2 separate regions of the Mus musculus genome follow, and region 2 is linked to region 1. The links are chromatin contacts, called in public HiChIP or PLAC-seq maps. All regions are on one chromosome and are shown on one strand. The core of a region is the stretch at or near the end of the contact, and the rest is flanking DNA. Distances in the headings are between cores, read along the strand shown.

The links. HiChIP or PLAC-seq counts read pairs in DNA pulled down with a chosen protein or histone mark.
Region 2: a contact with region 1 is called in an H3K27ac HiChIP or PLAC-seq map of embryonic stem cells, with 3 times the contacts expected there. The contact joins two enhancer-like sites. A contact is called at or near these places in 3 of 115 datasets of contacts at active chromatin or transcription factors (astrocytes, embryonic stem cells and epiblast stem cells) and 1 of 9 other capture datasets (embryonic stem cells).

What each region holds. Positions count from the first base shown.
Region 1 is chr8:23,396,555-23,404,135 of GRCm38.p6, reverse strand. The region is part of intron 1 of Gm30370 (a long non-coding RNA gene); the gene reads left to right. Among named protein-coding and RNA genes, the nearest start is that of Gm30370, 4.0 kb to the left of the region's middle. Within about 2 kb of position 4,540, at least 20 of the 459 cell types and tissues checked have an H3K27ac peak or open chromatin away from gene starts, as enhancers often do. A contact at or near this core is called in embryonic stem cells, where this site is marked.
Region 2 is chr8:24,356,574-24,364,154 of GRCm38.p6, reverse strand. No RefSeq gene overlaps it. Among named protein-coding and RNA genes, the nearest start is that of Gm30633, 22 kb to the left of the region's middle. Within about 2 kb of position 4,809, at least 37 of the 459 cell types and tissues checked have an H3K27ac peak or open chromatin away from gene starts, as enhancers often do. A contact at or near this core is called in embryonic stem cells, where this site is marked.

The sequences.
Region 1 (7,581 bases), core at 3,291-5,790:
ATGACTTGAAGCATGGCTAACCTGAGCTAAGAAAGCCCTTTTCCCGAGCAGGCTGACTTTTCATATGTCTCCCCAGCTTCCTTTGATGTGTATTATCATATATGGGCCTCCTCAAAACCCTCTGAGTTGCTGAGGATTCTGTGTTTCTAACAGAAGCAAATATGCGGATTCAGAGTGGTGGGTCGCTTGCCAGTAGCCCAGTCCCCAAAGCACTGTCCTGTAGGACAGGAACACAAGTCGTTGGTCTTTGTGCTAAGTCTGACTGCCTTTGGCTAATTCCTGGAGAGAGAGAGGGACCCGAGCACTTTTGGCAGTTAGTGACCTGTTACAGTGAATTATTGTATCTGACTTTTTCAAGAGTCTGGAAGGGGAAAGAGAAGGAGAGGTCCTAGGTGAAGCAAGCCTATGAGGTGCTTTGGAGTTATTGGGTCTAGGATGGGAGGAGGGTGGGATTAACAGTGAACACTACAGCAACTCCTCCAGTGGATGATTGGTGGCCACAGGGAAGAGCTAAGCCAGCAACATCTTAGCGTTCAGGCTGCTACCAAGAAGATGACGTAGAAACCCTGCTGATAGGAGGTGGTCCAGAAGAACTCACCTGGATAAAAAGGCCTCTTGAGGAGGCTCAGGATGTGCCCATGAGAAGGATGTGAGGCATGGGTCTGCTGGAGTTGCATGAGTCTTCTGATGCTGAGAGTGAACGGAATCTAAGCCTAACGAGAGGCAATAGCCAAGAAGACGGCACACAGGGAAAACCAGCCGTGCAGCCAGGGCAGCTCTGGAGCAGCTCTACAGTGGTCAGAGGCAGACATTCAGCCCTCAGGCTCATGGCTGAGCTCGGGTTCCCCATAAGCAGGACTATGCTCCCCACCAGGACCAAGAAACTAGCACCTCCCCAGGATCTCAACCTCCACGGCCTTTAGCTAAACTCACTGACCTGTCTGGAGGTCTTATAGAGAGGTCCTGGAGAACAGAAAACATATTTTTATTATATTCTGTGTATGTGCATGTGTGTTTCATGCTTGTGTTTATATATGTGTGCATGTATTGTGTATGTGTATTGTGCATGTGTGTGTTCATGCTTGTGTGTATATGTATGTGCACGTATGGATGTGTGAGCATGTGTTCATGCTTGCACGTATGTGTGTGTATGTGCATGTGGGTATGTATGTATATGTGGGCATGGGTGTGTTCATGCTTGTGTGTATATGTACATGTGTGTGCATGCTTGCTTTACGTGTATGTGTGTCACAATGCTCCTTTGGAGGTTGGAAGGCACTTTTTGGGACAAGGTTCTCTCCTTCTACCATGTTGGTCCTAGGCCATCAGACTTGGTGGCAAGTGCCTGTACCCAGTGAGCTGTCTTGCTGACTGCCTTCTTGAACTCAATCTTACGACCCAATCTGACCAGCGACCAGTAAATAGATGCTGGTATGTTGGAAAGTGTTGGAAAGCAGACAGCCTTAGAGGCCACACACCTTGGCTCTTCCCTTTTTCCTATCTGAAATCCAGCTACAACACCGGGACGTAAAGCCTGACTGTGAACCCCAGCACACAGTGATGCTGGAACAGAATGGCAGAAGGAACCTAGAGCTGCCCACCCTGAATGCTTTTAGGCAAGACCTACGTTATTACAATCACACTTTATCCACACTCGATGGCTTTTCTATTTTAGGCAACTAAAAGCAAACTAGACGGTGCAGGTCATTAACACAGGGCTTTTCAGAGTAGTTAGAAAACATAAAGGCTGAAAGATCAATTTTTATTATTTCCTAGCTACTCAAAATCCCATTCCATCAGCTGCATCTAGAATGCTCCAGTGTGATGAGCCAAGAAAATCCATGTGTATTTAAGACAGAGATGCTCGCTCCTCCACCTCAGGAGCCTCTCCTCAGCACCCAGCAAGGTGGGCTCCTGCTTCCGCTACATGCTGTGACAGTCTATTTGGTGTGGCTGGAAGTGTCAGCCTGTGAGCACACAGTGCACTGTCACCCTCTGTCTTGCAGCCCTCAGGGAGTCCTTGAAGGCCCACTTTTTCCGAAGATGAGATTGATGAGCACAGAGAGGTCCATCTGCCTCCTTGAGGGCAGAGGATTCAGAGGGAGGCATGAAATTAGACTCTTGGGTGGGAAGAGGAAGCAGGGGAATGGAGACTTCTGGGATCACCTAGCTCTTTCTCACCTTAGAACATTCAGGATCTGTCTCTACCCAAGAACAGCCTTTTATCAGATCCTTCTAATAGTTACAGCGTTACAGGAAAAGCCAGTGTCCCACCAGAAAGCTATAATTTGTCCATAAAGCCCTTTTGCTTTTTAACTATAGTCAGACCACTGAATTGTTTAACACACAGTCTAAAGCTACGTAAATAACAAATTCCCAAACAGAGTCACTTGGCCCTAACACGGGCTTTCCACACTCTGCATTAACTCCTCTGGTGGGAAGGAGTTTACAACAGTTTGGGTCCATCCAAAAACTATATATCTGGCTGTTAAGTCCCTTAAGTCCTTAAGTCCCTGCGAAGTCTTCATGTGCTTCATCCTGCAAGGCCACTTTTACTGCTATCGCTATGTCCCCTGAAAGGAGAATATGTTCTCTGTGGAGGATGGAATGCTCCACATTCTGCATGGCCTCGACTCATTTGAATTCCCAGCTTTGGGTTTTATTTCCATCCCCCTCCCATGGAAACTGTCGCCTCGCAACTAATGGGGATTTCACACAGGAGTCTAATTTCCCTGTCTCCCCAGATGCAGCTCAGTGTGTGAGCGGGGGCTCTCTACGCTCTGCTCCCCAGATTCCAGAAGTTGGTGGACCATCTATGCACGGTGCCCCAGGGTGTGAGCTGGATCCTCTGGAGAAGAGGGAACCTGGAGATGGATTGCATGATCCCTGACTCCAGAAGGTCTCTCAGTGAGGGGGAGGAGAGATGCATGCAGAGATAAGAAGGGAAACAGAACTCACAACATGATGTCATAGGGCAGGTAGAGATGGGAAGCTGAGCCCGAGGAGATACCACAGTCAGCATCACAGCTTGGATCTTACATGCCCCAAAGCCTATGTGCTAAATGCTTGGTCACCAGCCTCTACTGAGAAAGAGTAGAGCCTTTGGGAAATAGGCCTACTGGAAGGAAATGAGGTCACTGTGTATATGCCTGTGATGATGATATTGGGTGCCTCTCTCTCTCTCTCTCTCTCTCTCTCTCTCTCTCTCTTCCTCTCTCTCTTTTTCTGTCTCTCTTCCTCTCTCTCTCTTCCTCTCTCTCTCTTCCTCTCTCTCTCTCTCTCTCACACACACACACATACACTCACACATTCATACATGTATATGCACACAGATGCATACAAGCACAGGCACACACATACACATGCACACGCACACATGTATATACATACACAGGTACATACATACACATGGATATACAATAACATGCACAGACACTCATGCACATACACACATATACATGCACATGCATATACACACATGCACACGTGCACATACAAGCACACACGCATTCACACACATAGGCACATAGACACATGCACACACACAAGCATGTGCACACACATATGTGCACACACAGGCATATACACACGTACACACAGGCACACACACTGCACACATGCCCACATGCCCACATCCACAGGCACACATTTGTGTTGCTTGTTTGTTCCTCACCAAACTGTTCTAAAGAGCAGGTTTTCATTCTGGTTCTTTATAAGACAGAGTCAGGTACCTCCAAGGGCAAATTCACCGATAATAAGGGAGGGGACAAAGGACAAGAAATGAGATAGTGCTGATGTCCAGAAAAGAAGTGCGAGCTCTAAGGAGTGAGCTCATCCAGCCTGGGGTCAGGAAAGTCACATTTCCAACCCAGGGTCCTGTTAGGAAAGACACTGGAGCCAGCCGGACCCTCCAGCTTTCCCTCCTCCTTGGGCATAGTTTTCCACCCAGGAAGGTTCTGGGTGCAAGCCTAGGTTTGAAAAGCTGAATAGGGGCAATGGCTCTCACGGCCTCATTCGTTACACTTAAGGCCCGATGTGACAAGCCAGGCACCCATCCCGAAGCCCTTTTCTTCTGTCCTTCATGTTTGTCCTGGTCTGGTTATAACTGGCCTTAGAAAAAAAATGTGCTATGTCCCTGCCCCCAGGCTTCCTGGAAGAGCCATGTGTCTGGTGGTTAGGAACAGAAGACAAGGGGTTCGTGGGCTCAGCTGTGTAACTGTTGACTGTCCTCTGAAGAAATGGGGTATTAAAAAAGTCCAGGGCCCAGGCAGGAGCCACATGTCCCATGTCATAGAAGCCACCAGCTACCTCCAGCATCCACTTGTCTCCATCCCACAGGCATCTCTGGCCCTCTTGCCAGGCCTTCGGTCACTCTCTGCTCCTCTTTTTGTCCCCACTTCACGGTCCCACCAGCAGTGCTGCCCCATGGCTGTTTTTTTCAGGGCTCCTCTCTAGTGCTAGAGGGGGTCTGTGCAGGGCTGGAGTAGGGTTGGGGGAGGGATCTGGAGGAATGCGGCCCTCCCCCCCAGCACCCAGTGAGAGCTGTATGCATAATAGAATACATTAGCCCCACTATTCAGCCCAGCCTCTTTAAGAACAATGGTGACAACTGAGCTGACTTTTGCCAAATGACTGGTTTTCTTCCACTCCGGAGCAGAGTGGAGCTGGCCAGACAAAGTCCATCCTCCATGCTTCCGAGCGTCTTGGATGCTGGGGACCAGGGGACGGGCTTTCTCCTGGACCCTTGCGCTTGACATGGACACTAACCATTAGTCTTCCCGCGGCAGAGACACAGGGGTTGAGAGGCGGGGAGGGGCTGCCACTCAGAAAATGGGCAGAAAGAGAGCATGTATTTAACACAAGCTCTCCGGCACCAGTGGTGGGCTCTAGTGGCTTTTATTATCTAGTGGTTTTACGGAAGAAAAAAAAAAAAGATCCATGTGGCTGCTAGGAGGGAACATGCTGTCACATGTGAGGCCGCAAGACACCTGCCTCATGGAAGAACACAGCTGGGTAAAAGAGTTCAGCTTCTAAGTGTAAGGACCTGCATGCCCTTGGGCAATCTCTTCACTCCTCTCTAGTCCTGGTTCTTCCTGTAGGAGGAAACTTGGCTGGGTAGGCTGAGACCCTTCACACCTTGACACCTGATGTTAAAAGAACGGTTACTCTACAGTAAAGATTCTCTTTACCATCCTAACAGAAAACCGTTCGGAAAAAAACCGGAAAGCCCCCCAAACAAAGCGAATGTTTAGTGATTGCTACAGTCATTGGCAAAGATGGCCGGGGACAGAGGAGAGCTGATGCCAGAAACAGAGTTAACTTCTTGGACATTTAAAAAAAAAAATGAATTACCATAGCTCCCAGGTTAAAACTGAAGACAGGCGGGTGACCAGGTAGGCACGGCCATGAAGACATGCTGTGTGTCTCTTTTCCCATACAGAGCCCACTGACCCTTGACTTTCTCTTCTGCCATGGATACAATTAGCACCTTATAAACAAAACCAGGCTCACAGTCCTAGGCTTTTAGCACCTAACTTTCCTCCCTCCCTCTTCCCCCCCCCCACCCTTTCCTCTCTTCGGTCTTCTCTGCTCCTACTCCCTCTCCTCTTCTACCCACTCCACCCCCAGCACCAGGGAAACCAGGATCTCCCGCATTCACAGCATTCATGTATGCTAAGCAAGCACCCCACTGCTTCCAGCCCTGTGTTTTCTTCTGAGACATTACATAATCAGCATTGATACTTTTAAGACTTTCTCCCTGTTTGTTTGTTTGTTTGTTTGTTTGTTTGTTTGTTTGTTTGTTTTTAGTGGTCCTGGGAAAGTCATCCCAAACCCTTAAAGATCTGACCTAGAAAGCAGGGCATCTTGGGAAAGAAACTCTCCCAGCTTCCCTCAGACATCCCCACTCGGCGAGGCCTCTCCCCTCTCCATCATGGAGACACCTTTTCTTGCTTTCCTTCCCACATTTTCTGATTCCCTTAGGTACCACAGGTTGGCTCTCTTATTCAGTCTACCTTCCAACACTGCCAACACAAAACAGCTTCCCAAGGCCAGAGATTACAGTTAGCTGTTTCTCTATCCCATAAAACAGTGCTCTAGCATGTAGGAAACTCAATAAATAACATTGCAGAATGAATAAAGGAATAAGTAGATGATTTTACAAGTGCTGTTTGGAGAAAGCGTACTACAGATGTGCATATCATGAGATTTGGACATTCTCAGAAAGAAATCTGAGAGGAGAACGTGAAAAGAAGAAAAGCTGTCCCCCAAGGTATGGGGGGAAGTCCCCTAAAGTGTTTACTACTTCTGGACCCTGAGCTCTTCTTCCATTTTCTTCATTTTGTATAGTTCCTACAATGACTATATAGGCTACTTTTGTAAATAAGGTAAAAGAGGAAGTCCTAATTTTTGAAAAAGAAGACAGATTGGCTGCACAGAATCAACCCAGGGCACAGAGAATAACTCGAGGCTCTTAAGGCTCAATTACACAGCTTCTTAAATATCCTCCTTCATTTTAAGCATTGGGTGGATATTGCAAAAGATCTAGGCTTCTCATTTTCTGGATAAGTGCCCCTATTGTCCGCTCCATGGTGCGTGTGGAATCGTATATTCCACCTTCCTTCCAGACCACACAGAAGCGAAGTGGGGAGAATCTCTCAGGCCAACAATCAATCAACAGATATTTAATGAGCTCCTACTATGTGCAAGGTTGGTACAAGTTTGTATGTTCTCTCTCAGTCTCTGGCTCACTTTCCTGTTCATGTACCTATTCTTCTCTCTTGCCTCCCTCCACCCCCAGTCTGCTCTCTTGGACTCCCTGCACTCCCCCTTGGGCATCTATCTAGTCATTGAACTATTAATGCCCTCTCCATTAAAAAGGAGGAGGAGGAAGAGGAGGAAGAAGAGGAGGAGAAGGAGAAGGAGGACGAGGAGGAGGAGGAGGAGGAGGAGGAGGAGGAGGAGGAGGAGGAGAAGAAGAAGAAGAAGAAGAAGAAGAAGAAGAAGAAGAAGAAGAAGAAAGAAAGAAAGAAAGAAAGAAAGAAAGAAAGAAAGAAAGAAAGAAAGAAAGAAAGAAAGAAAGAAAGAAGAAGAAAAGTCTCCAAATGTCTTCCACCTGTTCCACATCTGGACAGGGGAGCACCAAAGTGCTGAAGCTGGCTCAGAGACATATACAGCCTGCTTGAGGTCACAGAGTAAGTTGTTGAGGTGACCAGGCCTCTGATCTCCCTCCTGAAGTAGGTTTACCTCAGGCCCCTCCACCCTCCTGCTCTTCCTCTGCATGGTACATGTGTTACCAGGGGTAGCCTGCCACAGAGAGGCCATGCTAGACCCTGAGGGTCATATCCCTGCCATACCCAGGGCTATACTAGAAGATGTGTTTTTTCCAGACTACAGGAATTCATCTTGTAAGAACTTGCCACACCAAACACCTTTGCCATTTGGATTGGATCCTGTACCGAGGAGAGGAGAGATGGGGGAAAGCGTACCTTGGGTGTTGCAAAGAATATCTGGGTTATCTGCGGAGTCAAAAGGTATTCATCCCTTCTGGGGGAAGTCTGTGGGACCTATGTGTCCCTTGAA
Region 2 (7,581 bases), core at 3,560-6,059, 960 kb before region 1:
GGTCTTGGAAACTTGTGCTTGAATATGTTTTGAGTCGTCAACATCTAAAAATGTCTCACATTCCTTTAAAAAGTTCAACTCCAATGAAGCCCAAAACTTTGAAATAAATATAGTGGGGAGCAATTGGAGACATCAACCTCTGGCCTACACACACACACACACACACACACACACACACACACACACATATACACATATACACACATACACACATATACACACATACACACACATATACAAATACACACACATACACACATATACAAACATATACACACATATATGTGCATACACACATACACAAACACATACACACATAAACACACATATACACACATACACACATATACACACATACACACACATATACAAATACACACACACATACACACATACACACATAAACACATATACATACATACACAAACACATACATACACAAACACATACACACATATACAAATACATACACATATATACACACATACACATATGCACAATACACACATATATGTACATACACACATACACAAACACATACACACATACATAAACACATACTTACACATATACACACATACACAAACACCTACACACTCATACACACATACACAAACACATACACACATAGACACATACCCACACATGTACACATACATACACACAACAACAACAACAAAAGAACAGATAGATAGTCATTCACCCATTGGCCTCAAACACTTTTTAAAACAGAAGTTGTTTGCAATCCCCTCTGTGGGATGAAGAGCTAATGGGTCGAAGCATGAGCTGATTATTAGTAGGACACAAGTACACAATCCATCTCTGAAACCTCCCTCATTGCACCCCATCCCTCAACCACTCCTTCTGCTTCCACAGTGGTAATCCTCTCAAAGGTGTTATACCAGCAGCACTCACACTGGACCAGAAGCCACGTGCCACGTAGGTTTCATATGGAAGAACAGCTAGGTAGAAGGCTTTCTGCTTTTACTGTGAGCAAAATAGGTGACAGTTTAAAAGTTATGGAACTGGCATATTGATGAGAAGGAAATATGAGCAAGTGTTGGGGTGCAGTTTCCATGCAAAGAAACCCAACCTGAGATCACATTCGAATTTGATCGAGGCAGAAGTTCAAAGCCAAGGTAAAGTCTGGAGTGAGTGGTAACCAAAGGAGAGCACACATACAGGCAGGGATGCAAAGTAAGGACCTAACGGACAACAGCAAGAAAGAAGAGGCCACAGTAAAGACAACCAAAGGAGAGGAGATTAAAAGGGAAGCCCAAAGACAGCCAAAACCAGAGCTTACTTACAAGCTGGTGTAGCCTGCAGCAGGCACCTACCTAAGTGATTTGCATTGGAGGCTGTGATGCTAATAACTAAGTGGGAATCACCAGCTGAAAGATACTGAATGGGTTTCCGGTGCCAGATTGGTAACAATGGGAGGTGCATCTCCCCGACCCTAACTATATAAATGATCAGAATGAGTAGAAGATAATGATTGGGTGAGTCCATTGGCCCTGACAAGGAAATCAAGATGCTAAAAGTTGTAATCCGTTAATGATTTCCAAGTTCTCATGAAATTAGATGTTGGACTGGCCATTACTGAGACATGGGGAAAAGAAGAAAATAGCTGAGATTTCTATCTTGAGAAGAAAAGAAATTAAGCGGGGTGTAGCTTGAATGGGGCTGTTGCCAGGGAGCCAGGACACAGTCATGAGGCAAGAAAATTAGTGAGTACTACAAACATGTTTGATAATGAAACACAATCTAGGTAGATGTGAAGAAAATGGACGAAAGGTCTCCAGATGTTTGGAAAGATCAGCAACCTAGATTTGGCTGTGTGGACAAGAGTGATGAGTGGCGGGGTGAACGGTTTCAGTGAATCAGATGCTAGAAGCTTGGATCTGAGTTCTTGCATGAGTCCTGGACATTGAGTTCTGAGGGTGCTCGAAGGAAGCAGGACTGGGGGAGGGGTTGCAGGTTCGATAGTTTCTCTCACCTATGGTAATCCTCAAAGAGGAAGTGAGGAGGGAGGATACTCCCAAAGCACTAACACGGCTAACCTGGCCTTAGCAAGTTCTCCTTTGCAAATTTACCTTCTGTTTCCTGAATGTTCTAACTCTAACCTCACACACACAAAGCTGAGCCTCAATGGCCCCTATATGAACTGCTGGAGTCGGGCAACCCAGGAGATGGGAAGAAGGGGGATGTTTGCCACATGCATTCTAATCAGCAACTGTTCTTCAGAGTTCCAGAACAAGTGCAGCCCTTCCAGTAGCCTCCGAGTGGATCAAAGAAAATGATCCACCATATTGATTGATACTCAGGTGTCCATCCCTCTGAGGCTGGAAAGATATTCACAAAATCACTTCTCTAAGTTCTGTGTTTGCAGTCATTCATTAAGATGGTGTTTAGGATGATAGTCTGGCCATCTTCAGGCAGCTAATTAACTGTGAGGTCTCTCCACCATCTTACCTTTAACCTTGTCTTCTGTTCTGTGGCAAGCAGAAGTGTGCTTTGCCCAGTGACACACCACAACCTTTACCTTAACTATGAACATTAGTCCCAGGGGCACTTTCTAAACTCGGCTGGGGCTCAAAAACCACAGCCCAACACTGGTGTGTTGACAGCTAAGAGCTCCAGGACTAGGGGGCTCTCAGATTCGGGGTTCCCCGTCCTTGGTCTGTTTTCTTCTCCACCAACTGGAGAGATACAGCCTCTGGAAATATTCTCATCCAGTGAAGCCCAAACTATAAGAGAACCCACTCCACTGTTTGTCATCTCTCCCTGGAATCTCATTTTGTGTCTCAGGAAGAAGTCTGAGCAGGGTTAACAAAGGGGCAGCTGACCTTAGAAGATGTCTGTCCTTTGGGTTCACATCCCAAATGTCTTAGTCAGGGTTTCTATTCCTGTACAAACATCATGACCAAGAAGCAAGTTAGGGAGGAAAGGGTTTATTCAGCTTACATTTCCACATTGCTGTTCATCACCAAGGAAGTCAGGACTGGAACTCAAGCAAGTCAGGAAGCAGGAGCTGATGCAGAGGCCATGGAGGGATGTTCCTTACTGACTTGCCTCCCCTGGCTTGCTCAGCCTGCTCTCTTATAGAACCAAGACTACCAGCCCAGAGATGGTCCCATCCACAAGGGGCCTTTCCCCCTTGATCACTAATTGAGAAAATGCCTTACAGTTGGATCTCATGGAGGCATTTCCTCAACTGAAGCTCCTTTCTCTGTGATAACTCCAGCTGTATCAAGTTGACACAAAACTAACCAGTACACCAAAGAACATCATTTTACAAGCCAATTTCTCTCTCCAGATCCCCCCCACCCCCCACCTTCCAGGAACAATCTATACATGTACCCATTTCCTTCTCTTCTGTGAATAAAGGTATTTTAGCATTCTAGCCTTCCTCTGAATTTCATATGTACACATAGATCACATTTGTCTGTTAATACACTGGGTGTCTGTGTTTATCTCCTATTTAGTCTGTTGGTTTCAATGGTATCCCATTTCTAAAGCACCACTCATGCTATATAGCAGCTCTGTGTTGGTGCAATTTTTAAAGCCATTTTATTGTGTTCTTATACCTTTAACTCTCTTCCCCTTTCTCCGCGCCAATCCTTTCTAACCTCCCAATACTAGGTAGGAGAGAAAGAAGGTTAGAGGGGAAAGGGGGCATAGGCTTCTATAAGCTACTTCCTGCTGATAAGAAACACTAGGTTCCTTAGGGGAAAGTACAATGTTTATAGTCAGAATATCCAGAATATCCAGAAAACCAGCAATCCAGCAATAACAAATACAAAAGCAAACCAGCAGCAGCAGCTGGGTGACAGCAGATAGGACAGCAGCAGAGGGAGCAGCAGTCACTCTAGCCCCTCTCAGGACTCTCCCACTTATACCTTCTCCAGAATCCCCAGAATTAGACTCTCTGCCCCTGGCAAATATCACACCCCCGCTAGTGCATGAGGCAAATCATAATCACCTTCTATGACCCCGCTTCTTATCCCACACTTGGGATTCAAACAAAAACATAGTCATGTAACATAACTGTGTTTTTAAAGAAACCCAAACTCTCACTACAGCTATATTCTCTCTTCAGTTCTAGAACAATCTCTTGTATAAGCTTGTTCTCTTGTTGTCTTTGAATTTCACTCTTCAAACTTGAGACAGGAACTGGCCATGGTGGCTTGGTAGGCTGTAGAATTTTCAGGGCCCCTCACCCATCGGAAACTACTCAGGCTCTACCTATCGACCCATTTTTCCTGTGTATTGAAATTATTTTGAGTTATCTTTCTCTACTTGAATATTTGGTAGATGGCTTTGGAAGGCTGGGAGTTAAATTCAGATCCTTAGACATGCTAAGCGATATATGATTCAGCCATACCCCTGCTCAAAACTGATTGTTTTAATAAAAGCAAAGACAGGGAAAGTTAAAAGATAGAGCAGAAGTTCCTTTTTTCAAGGATATAAGGAATGAGTCTTTTCTGCATTAGAGAAACTATGAATCACAAGAGGAGAAGGATTTAGTGCAGGGTTTCAATCTAGGAAACAACCTGACCCTTAATCTCTGAGCTTTCCCCTGTTGTCTCCCTTTGAGCAATACTTTAAATACCTTAAATTCCTTTCACTTTGGCTTCAGCTGGAGATATCTAAACTTGGTTCTCAAGCCACCTCTTTTAAATCTCTCTTTTTTTCTGTTCATCTTCTAGTGTCACAAGCAAGGATTGGGTATGGAGGACACCCACTGGGATTTCCAGGGTCTTGTCAGAAACAAGAATTAGACCTGAAGCATATGGATAGTGAGAGAAACAAAGGAACTGGGCTGGAGAGGTTAAGAAGCAACCAGACACTGCACTGCACTGGGCTGGGCTGGGCTGGGCTGGGCTGGGCTGGGCTGGGCTGGGCTGGGCTGGGCTGGGCTGGGCTGGGCTGGGCTGAGGTGAGCTGGGCTGGGCTGAGGTGAGCTGGGCTGGGCTGGGCTGGGCTGGGCTGGACTGGTCTGGATCTGTACAATGCAGGCTTTCTACCAGAGTGCTGTTAATGTGAGCCTTGGTGGGGAGGGCCCACAGATTTTCATGGATTCCTTCACATGTTAGTCTATATACTCCCCCTCCCCACTCTTCTGTATTGTGTACATGTGAGCTATCCTGTCGACAAACTTCTCTCTTTCTCTATTTTTCCCCACTTCAATCGGTCCTTTGTTGCAGAAGGTCCTGGTTAAGAATTCAGAGTAGAAGTGAATTATTTTTGCCTCTTACACAGATAATAAATGCTTAAGAAACATTTCCTGAGTTACACGCCAGATTATATTAACAACAGAGCCCGACAATGAAGATGTCTCTGCATCTACCAGGACACTTAAGTTTCTCAAATGTTTGCATGATAGTTAATATACAAAACGATTTTCAGGCCTTCTGTTACTGGCTCTGGGGTATTGTTAGCATACACATGATTCTGCTGGCTTGCCCTTGGGGACCTGGCAATTGCTTACCTTATCACCTGCCACTGCTGAGGCCAAGTGAGCCAGATGTGGACTGCTAGCTACCCTAGCTCTCTCTCTGTTGTCCCCAGCCAGTCTCCCTCTCCCCATTTCTGTTGTCCTCTGTTCCCCCCCCCCCCGACTCTGCTCTCAAGGCTCTGCTCCTGTCTGTCTGCCTGTCCACATATCTACTCATCTGCCTCTAACCCTTCTCCAGTTTTCACCTCCTCCCTTCCCCCAAATAAACCCTCTTACACCAACCAGATCTGTTACATTATATTTCATAACAGGTATGGCTACTTGAAAACCAATACACCAGAGACAGTGCCTGGTTGGAAGGAAGTGAGATGCTTTTTCAGGTACCATGACCCTGGAGGTGGAAGAGTTAGCGCATATTCTAGGCTCCTTCGTGAGGAACTCAAGCATGTGGAAGGTTTGTTTTTGTGGGGAGGGAGAAAAGGATCAGGGGTAGGGTATTTGCCTCTTGCTTTTCTTCCCTAGGTCCAGTTCCAAGTAGTTACACCTCACAGAAGTCTATGTGCAGTGCTAGCCAGTGCAGAGGATTACAGAACAAGGATGGCACTGCTAACTTTGAGTGGCAGTAAAAGCTTTGCTCACCTAGAGCTTGTGTGTCTGGAATTGCATGGCTGCCCTTCCCTTAGAGGTGCCTCCTGGAGATATTTTTATTTAAGTAGAGAGGGGGTAGGTGAGAGAACAAAGTAGTGCTTTGGCATGAAGGCCCATAAGGGTAGGAAGGGTGAGGGCTTCTTAAGGAAGTGGCCCCAGGCCTTCAACCCAAGAGGACAATGCACAGTTGCAGAATGCATTGATTAGGTTTCTGTACTGTGCTGGGTTATTCAAATGGAAGCCCTATTTTGTTCAGCTATTCCCAACACCCTAGTGGGGAACTCTGTATTAGTTAAGAAGTGTTTCATGAGACAAGATAAAGCTTGTTTGTGCTAGAATAGGTCCTGAGGTGGGAGGTTTCTCTTGTAAGAAATGAACCATTTGTTTCTAACTTTGCTGGGAAGTATCAGCTGTAAGGGTCCATGATTCACTGAAGAGTGATACCCAGGACTCACATAGTATGTAAACACAAAGAATGTTTTATTCTGCAGAAGTCCAGCATGCTGGGGTCTCCCATTACCAAGATAGAGATGCAACCAAGTGAGCTTACAGGCCTGATTTAAAGCAGTTAGGGGGTTCCAGGGTAGGTGACCTTTATCTTGCTCCATCTCTAGGGACATTTAATTACTGGGGTGTGGGGGCTGGAAACTGTTGCTGAGGAAGTCTGGAAACTGCTACTGACCCATAGTTTTTGCCTCAGGCCAGGTGGTGGGACATCTTCTGATGGCAGGGCAGTTTCTGACTAGATGCCTGAAGTCTGCTTTTTTGTTTTTGTTTTTTTTTTTCTAGTAACTGACTTGCCTGGGCTTGCCTGAACTTGTCCAATTCTTATCTCTACTCTCCTGGACTGCCAATTTGAAGCCTGTCATGGAGTCAGCCCTGTCTCACAGCCTCAAGCAAGAGGTAGGACATGGGTAATCTTTGATGTTGGTAAAACACTTCTGTGTGTGTCTATGAGGGTATTTCCATGGATGATTGACATGTAGGTCAGTGAACTGGCTGGAGAAATCCATCTCTGAACATAAGCAACACCATTCAGTAAACTTCAGGCTCAGCTGAATGAAAGTATGTGTGCATGTGTGTGCGTGCGTGCATGCGTTCGTGTGTGTGTGTGTGTGTGTGTGTGTGTGTGTGTGTCGAGGCATGCATGTGTGTGTGTGTGTTGGGGGTGAGACAAGGTTCCTGTTTACATATGCTGCAGGTTGGGTTCAGGGCCTTGCACATACTAGGCAAGTACTTGATCCCCGCCCTATATTTATAGCACTGCTTTGTTATTTTTTAACAGAGTTTTCAGTTCTTGTCACCATAGCCCAGGCTAGCCTTAAACTCGTAACCCTCCTGTACAAGGATTATAGGCATGTGCTGCTGCCTCTATTCTTGAATCTCTTCTACAGTGGCTACATCTTTTGTTGCCATGGTTCCTTACAGCAGACTCTAGATTCTGCAGCCTTTGAATGCAGATTTCACCCCATCTT